Linked DNA regions of Macaca mulatta: region 2 is linked to region 1. The links are chromatin contacts, called in public Hi-C maps. All regions are on one chromosome and are shown on one strand. The core of a region is the stretch at or near the end of the contact, and the rest is flanking DNA. Distances in the headings are between cores, read along the strand shown.

Evidence for each region. Hi-C and Micro-C count contacts between places; a contact is called where the count stands out from the background.
Region 2: a contact with region 1 is called in a Hi-C map of cortical neurons, with 3 times the contacts expected there. The contact joins the promoter of LIAS here to the promoter of RFC1 in region 1. A contact is called at or near these places in 3 of 14 Hi-C or Micro-C datasets (cortical neurons, fetal cortical plate and liver).

What each region holds. Positions count from the first base shown.
Region 1 is chr5:38,571,596-38,576,929 of T2T-MMU8v2.0, forward strand. It overlaps RFC1 (replication factor C subunit 1), which reads right to left and starts at 1,271. Exons shown (of 25, transcript XM_078003234.1): 1 at 1,148-1,271. The coding sequence starts at 1,150.
Region 2 is chr5:38,665,783-38,671,577 of T2T-MMU8v2.0, forward strand. LIAS (lipoic acid synthetase) reads left to right here and starts at 2,396. Exons shown (of 11, transcript NM_001261102.1): 1 at 2,396-2,492; 2 at 4,123-4,295. The coding sequence starts at 2,448. RPL9 (ribosomal protein L9) reads right to left here and starts at 2,239. Exons shown (of 8, transcript NM_001193558.1): 1 at 2,215-2,239; 2 at 1,719-1,765; 3 at 1,519-1,634; 4 at 913-1,008; 5 at 1-75. The coding sequence starts at 1,764.

The DNA.
Region 1 (5,334 bases), core at 21-2,520:
AGTTGTATGACACACTGTTTAAATTCCAGAAAGATGCTTGTACTGTCTGTAAAACTGCATCGATGTGGGTTGAAATGAAAAAAAAAAAAAAATGAAAAACCAACAGTTCACATATTGACCTAAAGAAGATGGTTGGTACAAGGTAGCTACTATCATTACTGTTGCCCTTTTTTGAGAAGAAACACAAAGGACTGCAACGTTTCCCAATGTGGCATAAAATTTCCACCCCCTAGAATGTTGTCTCTGTGACAAGTTGACCAATGATTGAAAAAAATTATATCGGATTGTTAAGTATCTTCTAGTTTAATGGAACATTTTAAATTGTCCTTTAAAAATATTTCAAACACAGAGCCATATCCATTGCCACACCATCAGGAATGTCTGCTTTGCTGGCTGCATAATTATTTCACTTTCAATTTGTCTGAATGTTTTATCCAGAATTATGCAGTGAGGTTTGGGTTTTTTTAAGATTATTTTTAACACCAGGTGATAAGAGGACAACAGCTGTCAAATGTCTTGCATCTGTTTCTATTCGCTGCACTTCTTTTTCCTAGTAAGCCGTGTTATCCTTTTGACTCCTATGAACTCATCTAAACAAAATAAAATATCCTCTCCATGCCCTCGGTCTCAGCACCGCTCAGGTGATCGTTAATGACAAGTGGAGATGAAACAAGCTGAGCTGTTAATGATAAAAGTTTAAGGCCCTACACAACATATTCCCTAAGAAAAGTTTGTTACATTCTTCTCCCTCGTGACCCAAAGCTTGAAATCCACGCCCTAGGCAGTACTCAAACTGTGGTTCGAGAAAGGCCGAACAAGAAAATAACTTTACCAACGCGTCCCAAAACCACCATCCATCCTTCTTCCTCTCTTCCTTTCTCCCTTCCCCCAGGAGTGGGGGGGCAAAGTGCAAGTACACGTAGCAACAAAATCCCTGCGCGCTGGCTGCCGCCCAGAGCTTCAGCCCGCGGTGCAAGGAAAGTTTTGCGTCCAGTACCCAGTGTGCGGCCCCTTCTCTGCCTTTGCTCGCCTCCGGAACCACCCACCGCCATCCTCCCCCACCCTGCATACCAGGAGTGCCCCGTCCACACCAGGCCTGCAAAGCCTCCCCAGACCCCGAGCCCCACGGCCTCCCCCAGCGGCTCACCATCGCAGCCCCAGGATGAAGGCGCTGGCTGGCTGGCGGGCCGGCCGGTTGAGGAATCCGTTATCGGGGCTCAGGATCCATTCGCGCCAACAACTTCTCCCGCGAAGTGGAAGAAGGCGAAGATAGCGGCGCGCGGTGATGACGTCAGGAGGCGCGAGCTTTCCTTCCGTCCCACCCAGAGGCGGGAGGTGCGACGCCTGCCCAGGTGCCGCCCGGAGGGCAGGCGGGCCGCTGCCATCGCGAGGAACCGCGGTGCTGTGGTGTGAGCTCGGTTTTTGGCACGGGCACTAAAGTAGGTGGATCCTATATTGGTTTCCTTGGAAGGCGGGATACCCAAGTACCTCCCGATTACACGTCTGGATAGTGCACTTCCCTACAGTAACTTTCAAAAGTTTTTACTACTAACTGCAGTAAGATAAACGTTTTAGCTGCGCATTTTACATATTATGTATAAATATCTATTCTGTAATAGGTTTCATCAAGCGGCCGGACGCGGTGGCTCACCCCTGTAATCCCAGCACTTTGGGAGGCCGAAGCGGGTGGGTCACCTGAGGTCAGGAGTTCGAGACCAGCCTGACCAATATGGTGAAACCCCGTCTCTACTAAAAATACAAAAATTAGCCAGGGGTGGTGACGTGTGCCTGTAGTCCCAGCTGCTCGGAGACTAAGACAGGAGAATTGCTTGAACCCAGGAGCAGAGATTGCAGTGAGCCGAGATAGAGCTACTGCCCTCCAGCCTGGGCACAGAGGGAAAGTCTGTCTCAAAAAAAAAAAAAAAGATACCGAAAGCTTTGGAGTATACCAGTTTTATATGAATAGATAAGCAATTGAATCGTGGAATAGAATGAAACATTTGCATACGATTTCAAGAGAAAAACGAGACCATAAAGAGTTCAATGGAGAAAGCAGTATCTCCAGCTTTGGCTCTAGCTACACTTTTGAAATTCTCACCCATCCACCCCCTGTTGGGTCTTGCACTTTATGATACCAACATCTTTAGGACGAAAGATATCAGAGCCTGAACATCAACAGCCTGTATTTATTATACATTTATTGTTATATGTGCAGCTCTGGACTAGCCTAGCTCATTTTATCCCCATGATGACACTGAGTACTCTTATTCCCAATTTACAAACAGACTGTTACTTATTAACAGGGCCTCACTGCACTGGTCCCTCCGAAGCCAGGATGCTGGGTTCTCCAGCCCCACCACGTGCTATTTATCTGACCAAGGGCAAGTTACTGTGCCTCGGTTTTGTCTTAGCAGACACATCACACAAATTTTTGCCCATAATTTTAGAGGACCTACGCCAATTTATAATGTTCATTGTGTTATAAATCAATAAATGAGTAAATAAGACACGTAAAAAGTTGTACGTATCTTTTATATTACATTCCTCTTAACTTTTGCTTTTTTTTTTTTTTTTTTTTTTTGGCATTTGAAGCCTTCCTTGAGTTTAAATGAGACTTAAGTCAGGAGCCTGTAACTTCTTTGTGAGAGTGTTTTCCTTAGGAATATTTATTTACTTGAAAATACTCTATCTCAGAAATATACCAGATTTAAAATGACTGCATGTGCTTTGAAACTCCTGCCTTGAACCTGGACTGGCCTGTGACTGATTTGACCAAAGAACACAATGGAAGTGATACTATGCCAATTCCAGACCTAAGCTTTAAGAAGACTGGCAGCTCCTGTCATGCTCTCTTGGAGCACCATGTAAAGCCAGGGAGGTGGTCATCTGAGACCAGCCTTATAGCCATCTCCACCAGGCACCATGCATGTAAATGAAGCCATCTCAGACCCAACATCCCAGCAACCGATGGAATTTCACTAGCTTTGTTGACTCCAGTCAACACCTGGGAGAGCAGAAAAATCACGTAGTCGAGGCCTGTCCAAATTTCCTGACCCACAGTAGTGTGAACATAATTAAATGATTGCTCTGTTAAGGTAATAGGTATTGGAATGGTTTCTTGTAAAGTAATAGGTATCCAGAATGGAAATATTTTTGAAAACTCCAGAATAGGACTCTGAGCATGGTGGCACATGCCTATAATCCTAGCACTTTGAGATGCCTTGTCTCAGGAAAAAAAAAAAAAAGTGAAACCAATCAGAAAAGAAAAGATATTCCTGCTGATTCATGCCTTTTTGTTAGCACAATAATGGAATGGAAACAAATTCACTCCTTGAAAACAGTACGGGTATAAGCTTTTGCCTATCACAGCCAAGTTTACATTTATGGATGCCTGCTGCACTAGCACATGTCAGCACTGTTATTCCATCCTTCCCATCCTTAATTCCTTTATGGGCTAGCTCATCAGCTGTAGTTAGTATCTATCTGGGGCAATAACACCAAAACAGTGATGTTTCAGCAATATTATAGACTTGGTCTGGTGTTGGATTTTCATGAGTGATAATATTAGCAAATTCATCAACAGATTTCTCCACTGCTTTGTGATCAGCAGATGCTTTATTGCTGCAGATTTTTAAAAAATGTAACAGCCTGTCTTTTCTTAAATGTATGCAATCAGCCTGTTGAATATTCACAGTTCCCTTCCATTTTTAGTTCATTGTAATAGATCTTTGTTTCATGATCAGCATACCATTACATGGCATGTGTTCACTATGGTGCTTATGAATTTATGCTTTCAATACATGATTGAGATTTTTTTTTTTTTAGTTTTATGTAGTTTTGGGGTTTTGTTGTTTTTGAGACAGAGTCTTGCTCTGTCGCCCACACTGGAGTGCAGTGGCACGGTCTCAGCTCACTGCAACCTCCCACTCCCAGGTTCAAGCAATTCTTCTGCCTCAGCCTCCCAAGTAGATGGGATTACAGGCATGCACCACCACAGCTGGCTAATTTTTGTATTTTTAATAGAGACGGGGTTTTACCATCTTGGCCAGGCTGGTCTTGAACTCCTGATCTTATGATCTACCCATCTCAGCCCCCCAAAGTGCTGGGAGGGTTTTTTTGTTTTTGTTTTTTCACTTTCATTAACTTCTGTTCATCACTTTCAGCATAAACCTTCAACAGTTTTTCCTTCTGTTTCTTCAGGTCATATATGGTGGTTATTCCAATCCCATACTCTTTTGTAAGATTTTGACACTTATACTGCTGTCCAACTTCTCTAATAGCTTGACTTTCTTTGCCACAGATAAACATAAATGCTTCCTCTTTTTCTTATCACTATTAGCCAAAGGGGTATCTGCAGGGCTTTTCGACATTTTCAGCAATATCTTTATACCACAAAGCAGAGAATAATCAAAAAACCACAGATGGCCAGGCACAGTGGCTCATGCCTGTAATCCCAACACTTTGGGAGGCCAAGGAAGGAGTATTGCTTGAGGCCAGGAGTTCGAGGCCAGGAGTTCAAGACCAGCCTGGATGACAAAGCAAAACCCTGTCTCAAAAACAGAACAAAACAAAAACCACTGTGAACAATCTGAATGTTAACTATAAAGAAAATTGATAAATTGAAATATATTCATACAAAAATAAAAATCAATGAAATACAGATCATACATCATACAACGCTACAGATCAGTCTTATATACCTTTTTTTTTCTTTTCTTTTTTTTTTTTTTTTTGAGATGGAGCCTTGCTCTGTCACCCAGGCTGGGATGCAGTGGTGCAATCTTGGCTCACTGCAACCTCCGCCTCCCAGGTCCAAGCAATTCTCCTGCTTCAGCCTTCCAAGTAGCTGGGATTACAGGCACCCGACACAATGCCTGGCTAATTTTTGTATTTTTAGTAAAGACAGGGTTTCATCATGTTGGTCAAGCTGGTCTCTAACTCCTGACCTCAAATGATCCAACCACCTTGCTCTCCCAAAGTGGTGGGATTATAGGTATGAGCCGCTGCACCTGGCCCAGTCTTATATACTGATACGGTTTAGCTCTGCGTCCCCACCCAAAACTCATCTTCTAGCTCCCATAATTCCCATGTGTTGTGGGAGGGACCCAGTAGGATGGCAGATGATTGAATCGTGAGGGCAAGTCTTTCCTATGCTGTTCTCATGATAGTGAATGTGTCTCATGAGAGCTGATGGTTTTAAAAACAGGAGTTTCTCTGCACAAGCTCTCTCTTTGCCTGCTACCATCCATGTAAGATGTGACTTGCTCCTCCTTGCCTTCTGCTATGATTGTGAGGCCTCCCCAGCCATGTGGAACTGTAAGTCCAATAAATGTC
Region 2 (5,795 bases), core at 1,146-3,645, 95 kb after region 1:
AAGAGACCCATTCTCCTGGATAACAACGTTGATGGGGAAGTGAGCATACACAGACCTCATCTTGTAACGGAAGCCCTATATTAAATAAGCAAGCTATTACCAATGCTGAAGAATATTTTTAATAGCACCTGAACCAAACTTTATAAACATTGTTCTGTCTATTCAGTGGACTGTAAAGCTCCTTACAGAGGCATTTATTTCACTATCTCTCATGCCCTCAATGAACAATGCTGCCCTCTTTTAATGAGAACCCCAAAGCCCTCATGTCTGACATTAGACTAACATTTACTGAGTAGTACTAAGGTACAGCACATGGCCAAGAATTGAAAACCATTTCAGCATGAACTTTTTATCCTGAGGGGAGAGAAGGTGGGTTGGAAGGAATAGGGACCAACAGACAGAAAACTCAGAAACTACATCATTTTCTATCCCAACGAGGGGTCCTGATGGTGAGATTTGATTGCCACTTAGTACTGCAACTGTAGATTTCCTATTTTAAAAAAAGAAAATTCGGAAGATGTGAAAATTCACCATTAGCCTACTTTTTAAAAACTGCACCCATCTAGCCATGCATGGTGGCTCATGCGGCAATCCCAGTACTATGGTAGGCCAATGTGGGAGGATCCCTTAAGCTCAGCCTGGACAAAACAGGGAGACTCCAGTCTTGATTCAAAAAAAAAACAACCCCCCCCCCCCCCACCGCCAAACAGAAAAAACAAACATGTTGTACCCATCTGGTCTTTGCTCTCAGCTCTATCGCTTGAAGACCCAGAGATGCCTATTTTTGCCAAGTTCGTATTACACCAAATAAAATGCGTAACCCATTCTCTGAAAGAGACATTTATGCTGTATAAAGCAAAGGTTTGAGAAACCTCCCTTTCCAAAACAAAGAAGTCTGATTCATCTGCTTACCAGTGTAACACCCTTGATCATGTTCTGTACATGACTACAAATAGTCCGAACGGTAGCCAGTTCCTTTCTGTTACCCCACCATTTGTCAACCCGAAGCTGTAATAGAAAAACGTATTCTTTCCAGAAATATGCAGGCTTAAAAGATAACAGACCACTTACCCAATTACTTTAAGATTCTAGAATTAACCCTAATCAAAGCACATGGTTTTCAACTGGAAAAATCCAACCACCTATAAAACCTCCCAAAAGTTAAGCTTTGTACAAGTTGCAACAAACTTCCCTTCTGGAAAATTAAATCATCAGGTGTTACAGACCTACTGCCGGTTCCTAGGATTTTTACAAAGCAACCACTAGGAAAATAAACCGAACTTCTAACACTACTAAGACGTGTCACTGACGACCACTACATTTGAGCTTTATATAATTCGCTGTGTTAAGAATCTGGTTTTTCAATTTCACTAACGGAAAACTGGCTGGTATTCTGGACAGCAACATTTAAAGCTAAAACACTGAACCTCAATTCGAAAATTGTTAAAGTAACCAATGTGATGCTGTTATAAACCACCGTCCAACGAGCAAGTGAATTATCAGAAGAAAAACCCTCACCCTTTTTTTTTTCTTTCCAAGAAGACTGAGTTCTACATTGATGTGATTGAAGTCCCTCCGCAGAGTTCCTCTGGGGCCCTTCACGATAACTGTGCGTCCCTTCAGGGTAATGTCGACTAGAAGAGAGAACACACTCGTCAGGCCACACAACGCTTGGAACGTGTAGTAAAGATGTATGAAAAAGATATCAAGTCTCATACCATTTTCTGGAATGTCGACAGTCTGATTGCTGAGAATGGTCTTCATTCTGAAACACAAACACTGGGGGTGAGGCCGACCCAAGGCCCGTTTTTCCACCAAACTACGCGGCACAGAGCTCCACTCCTACCGGAGACTGCCAGGCGGAAGTTCCGGAGACGATATTGGAGGACGGGACACCGACAGCGGGCCCCAGTGCGTCCCAGCCCGGAAGGAGCAGCCCCAAAGCGAGAGTTACGAGGCCCAGCAGGCGAACTCCCGCTCAGCCCAACCCTGGAAGTTCTATCCGGGCGGCGCCATCCCGGCAAGGCTGAGGGGCGGGAATAGGCCAAAAAGCCCAAAACAGGATTCGCATCCGGCGCCGCCAGGCTCATATGGCGCTTGCCGAGCTGGGGGACAAACAGGACAAGGTTCCGAGAGTGGGAGCCGCGCCACAGCCTTTCCCAGAACAGATGGCTTCAGATTCCTAATGCCCCGCGAGCACAGTAACAACCTCACCTTGCAGTAGACGCAGCAAAGAAAGAACGTCTTTCGTCATTACGTACTTGTATCCCGTAAGGGGGGGGGGCTGTGTATTGCGTCATAAGTGCGCGACGTCACGTAAGGCTAAAGCAGCCAATCATGGAGTAGCTCGGCTGTTTGTCGTAAACGGAGCGACCTGTTACCGACCTGTCCTTTCCCGGGAGTTAGCGAGCTCTCAATCCCTGCACTGCGCTAGTTCTAAAGAGGAAATGTCTCTACGCTGCGGGGATGCAGCCCGCACCCTGGGGCCCCGGGTGAGCGGCGGGGCGAGCGGGTTTGGGCGTGGGGTGGGGGAATCCTATCCCTTCAGAGCGCCCACGCCCAATAATAAAGGTCAGTGCATTTACTTCTAGCCAACGGCAGTTTTAAACATTTTTCGTGTAATCTCATGTAATTCTTCCACCAACCGCAAAATATTGATATAGAGTCTCTGGCATCAGTTTGTTTGAAAGTCTCTCTGGGCCGGCACTAAGGAGTTATTTTCTGTTTAGAGTGGTTTGTACCCTATATTTATGGAGCACTGCAGTGAGCACCCTACATACCTATTCTGTGTTTGACTCTTACTGTGTGTAAGACACCACTCTAGCCGCAGAGAACACAAACCTGTCCTCTAGGCTTTAGCTGCAGACATTGAGAAGTGCAGTAGCAATCGTGCAACACCCTAACAGGCACTCTTGAGTTGTCGAAGGTTCTTTTGCGTTACATGTGCAGACTCAAGGATTTTGTAGTGTTCTGGCTGTCTCATGCATGTTTGTGTTCAGATGTAAAAGCCGAATACCATGATTTCTTATGTTCTTGACTGCCATGTTCAAACACAGAAAAAATGTAACCTAGAAAGTAAAATCGTTCATCCTGGCCAATGCGGTGAAACCCCATCTCTACTGAAAATACAAAAATTAGCTGAGCGTGGTGGCGCGCGCCTGTAATCCCAGCTACTCGGGAGGCTGAGGCAGGAGAATCTTGAACCCGGGAGGCGGAGGTTGCAGTGAGCCGAGATCGCGCCACTGCACTCCAGCCTGGGCGACAGAGCGAGACTCCCTCTCAAAAAAAAAAAAAAGGTAAAAACGTTAGGCTTAGTTTTCCCCCTTCCAGTTATCTGAAACCAACTGGGCATTATTAACCTACTTTTCAACAATTATGCTTATTCAAAACTCGAGAGATTTATTGCACACTTCACTTTTTTTTTTTTTTTTTGAGATAGGGTCTCCCTCTGTCGCCCAGGCTGGAGTGCAGTGGCCGGATCTCAGCTCACTGCAAGCTCCCTCTCCTGGGTTCACGCCATTCTCCTGCCTCAGCCTCCCGAGTAACTGGGACTACAGGCGCCCGCCACCTCGCCCAGCTAGTTTTTTGTATTTTTTAGTAGAGATGGGGTTTCACCGTGTTAGCCAGGATGGTCTCGATCTCCTGACCTCGTGATCCGCCCGTCTCGGCCTCCCAAAGTGCTGGGATTACAGGCTTGAGCCACCGCGCCCGGCTGCACACTTCACTTTAAACGCCCCTGATTCAAGTCAGGACCAGAACAATTTTAAACTGTGGCACCTTCTTCAGTTATTGCAGTTCAATCTTGTTGAAAGACAAACATGTAGTTCCTGGTAGGTGGAGTATGTGAAAGTGTGATGTATGTTAGATAGTTCCAGAGATTTCCAAATCAATTCTAAACTCAGTAGTAAACAGTCAACTCTTATTCTCTTTTAGGTTTGGTTCCTTCAGTCATCTTTTATATTACATTCTAATGCTCTAGAATACTAGAGCTCCTAGTTTGACATAATTTCTGAAACACTTTTTTAGCTTTACCAAAAGGCTTACTTTTAGGTGTTATGATGGGTTAAAACTAAATTATTCTGGACTCCACTAAATAAATGTCATAATGAACTCTTTCTTTAGGTATTTGGGAGATATTTATGCAGCCCAGTCAGACCATTAAGTTCCTTGCCAGATGAAAAAAAGGAACTCTTACAGAATGGACCAGACCTTCAAGATTTTGTATCTGGTGATCTTGCAGACAGGAGCACCTGGGTTGAATATAAAGGAAACCTAAAACGCCAGAAAGGAGAAAGGTAATTTAAAATTTGAGATAATTTTAACGTCCCATTCCTTTGTTGTGCATTATTTTCAGATATAACCAAGCCCTAGAATCTGTTTTTTATATCAGACTTGTTAAATTTAGCTAAAAATTATTAGAAAGATGTGATAACACAACTAGATAGAACGGGTAAGCAAATGTAATTGTTGGAATCTTTCTCTTTTCTCTGTGCCCTTACTATGTTACACTGCCATCTCCCCATTTTCTACCCAGCATCCAACTTCTTCAGAGTAAGGATTATTGCCTTACTACTAGTCTGTTAGATCTGGGTTACTAGGTGTTGATGATCTAACGTGTGCTTCTCCTAGTCAATTTACATATGACCTATGGATACCTTACCTTAATTTAAAAGAGTTATGGAATTTTATGTAGAAGGTAGATTGTGTTGAGAGAGAACTTAATCCAGCTCCTTCTATATCACAAGTGGATGGAAGTCATGGAGAACCAAGGATTCACAATCTCCACTCCAAATTTTAGATCTTTTTTACGTTGAGTAACCACTATAAAATCTAGAGTATAGAGCAGACAGTGCACTGTTGTGATCTTACCTCACTCTAAACAAATAGAGTACTTTTTGGCAGTATCATTCATGAAGGATGAGATATTCAAAAACTCATTCTCTTATTAGAGTAGTGTAACTCTGGCTTTGCAAAAAAGGTAGACATGAGCATAGTGCCCTGTTACACTCCATTATTGGTGTTTTCTTTTTTTTTATTTTTTTTGAGATGGAGTTCGCTCTTGTTGCCCAGGCTGGAGTGCAAATGGCACGATGTTGGCTCACAGCAACCTCCGCATCCAGGGTTCAAGCCATTCTCCTGCCTCAGCCTCCAGAGTAGCTGGGATTACAGGCATGCGCCAGCACGCCCAGCTAATTTTGTATTTTTAGTAGCGACGGAGTTTCTCCATATTGTTCAGGCTGGTCTCGAACTCCGGACCTCAGGTGATCCGCCTGCCTCGGCCTCCCAAAGTGCTGGGATTACAGGCGTGAGCCATGGTGCCTGGCCCCATTATTGGTGTTTTCTTTTTTTTTTTTTTTTTTTTTTTTTTGAGACGGAGTCTCGCTGTGTCTCCCAGGCTGGAGTGCAGTGGCATGATCTCAGCTCACTGCAAGCTCCGCTTCCCGGGTTCACGCCATTCTCCCGCCTCAGCCTCCCAAGTAGCTGGAACTACAGGCGCCCGCCACCACGCCCGGCTAGTTTTTTGTATTTTTAGTAGAGATGGGGTTTCACCATGTTAGCCAGGATGGTCTCAATCTCCTGACCTCGTGATCCACCCGCCTCAGCCTCCCAAAGTGCTGGGATTACAGGCTTGAGCCACCAGGCCTGGCCTATTGGTGTTTTCTAAAGTGGTTTGAGCAAGGCTGAATTTGATTCTGTGTTCTTACTCTTATGACAGAAATTATAAGAGTTATTCTAAGATTATAGAAAAAGTATTAACTAGGAATTGTAATAGAAGAAATTAACTTCAAAGCTGT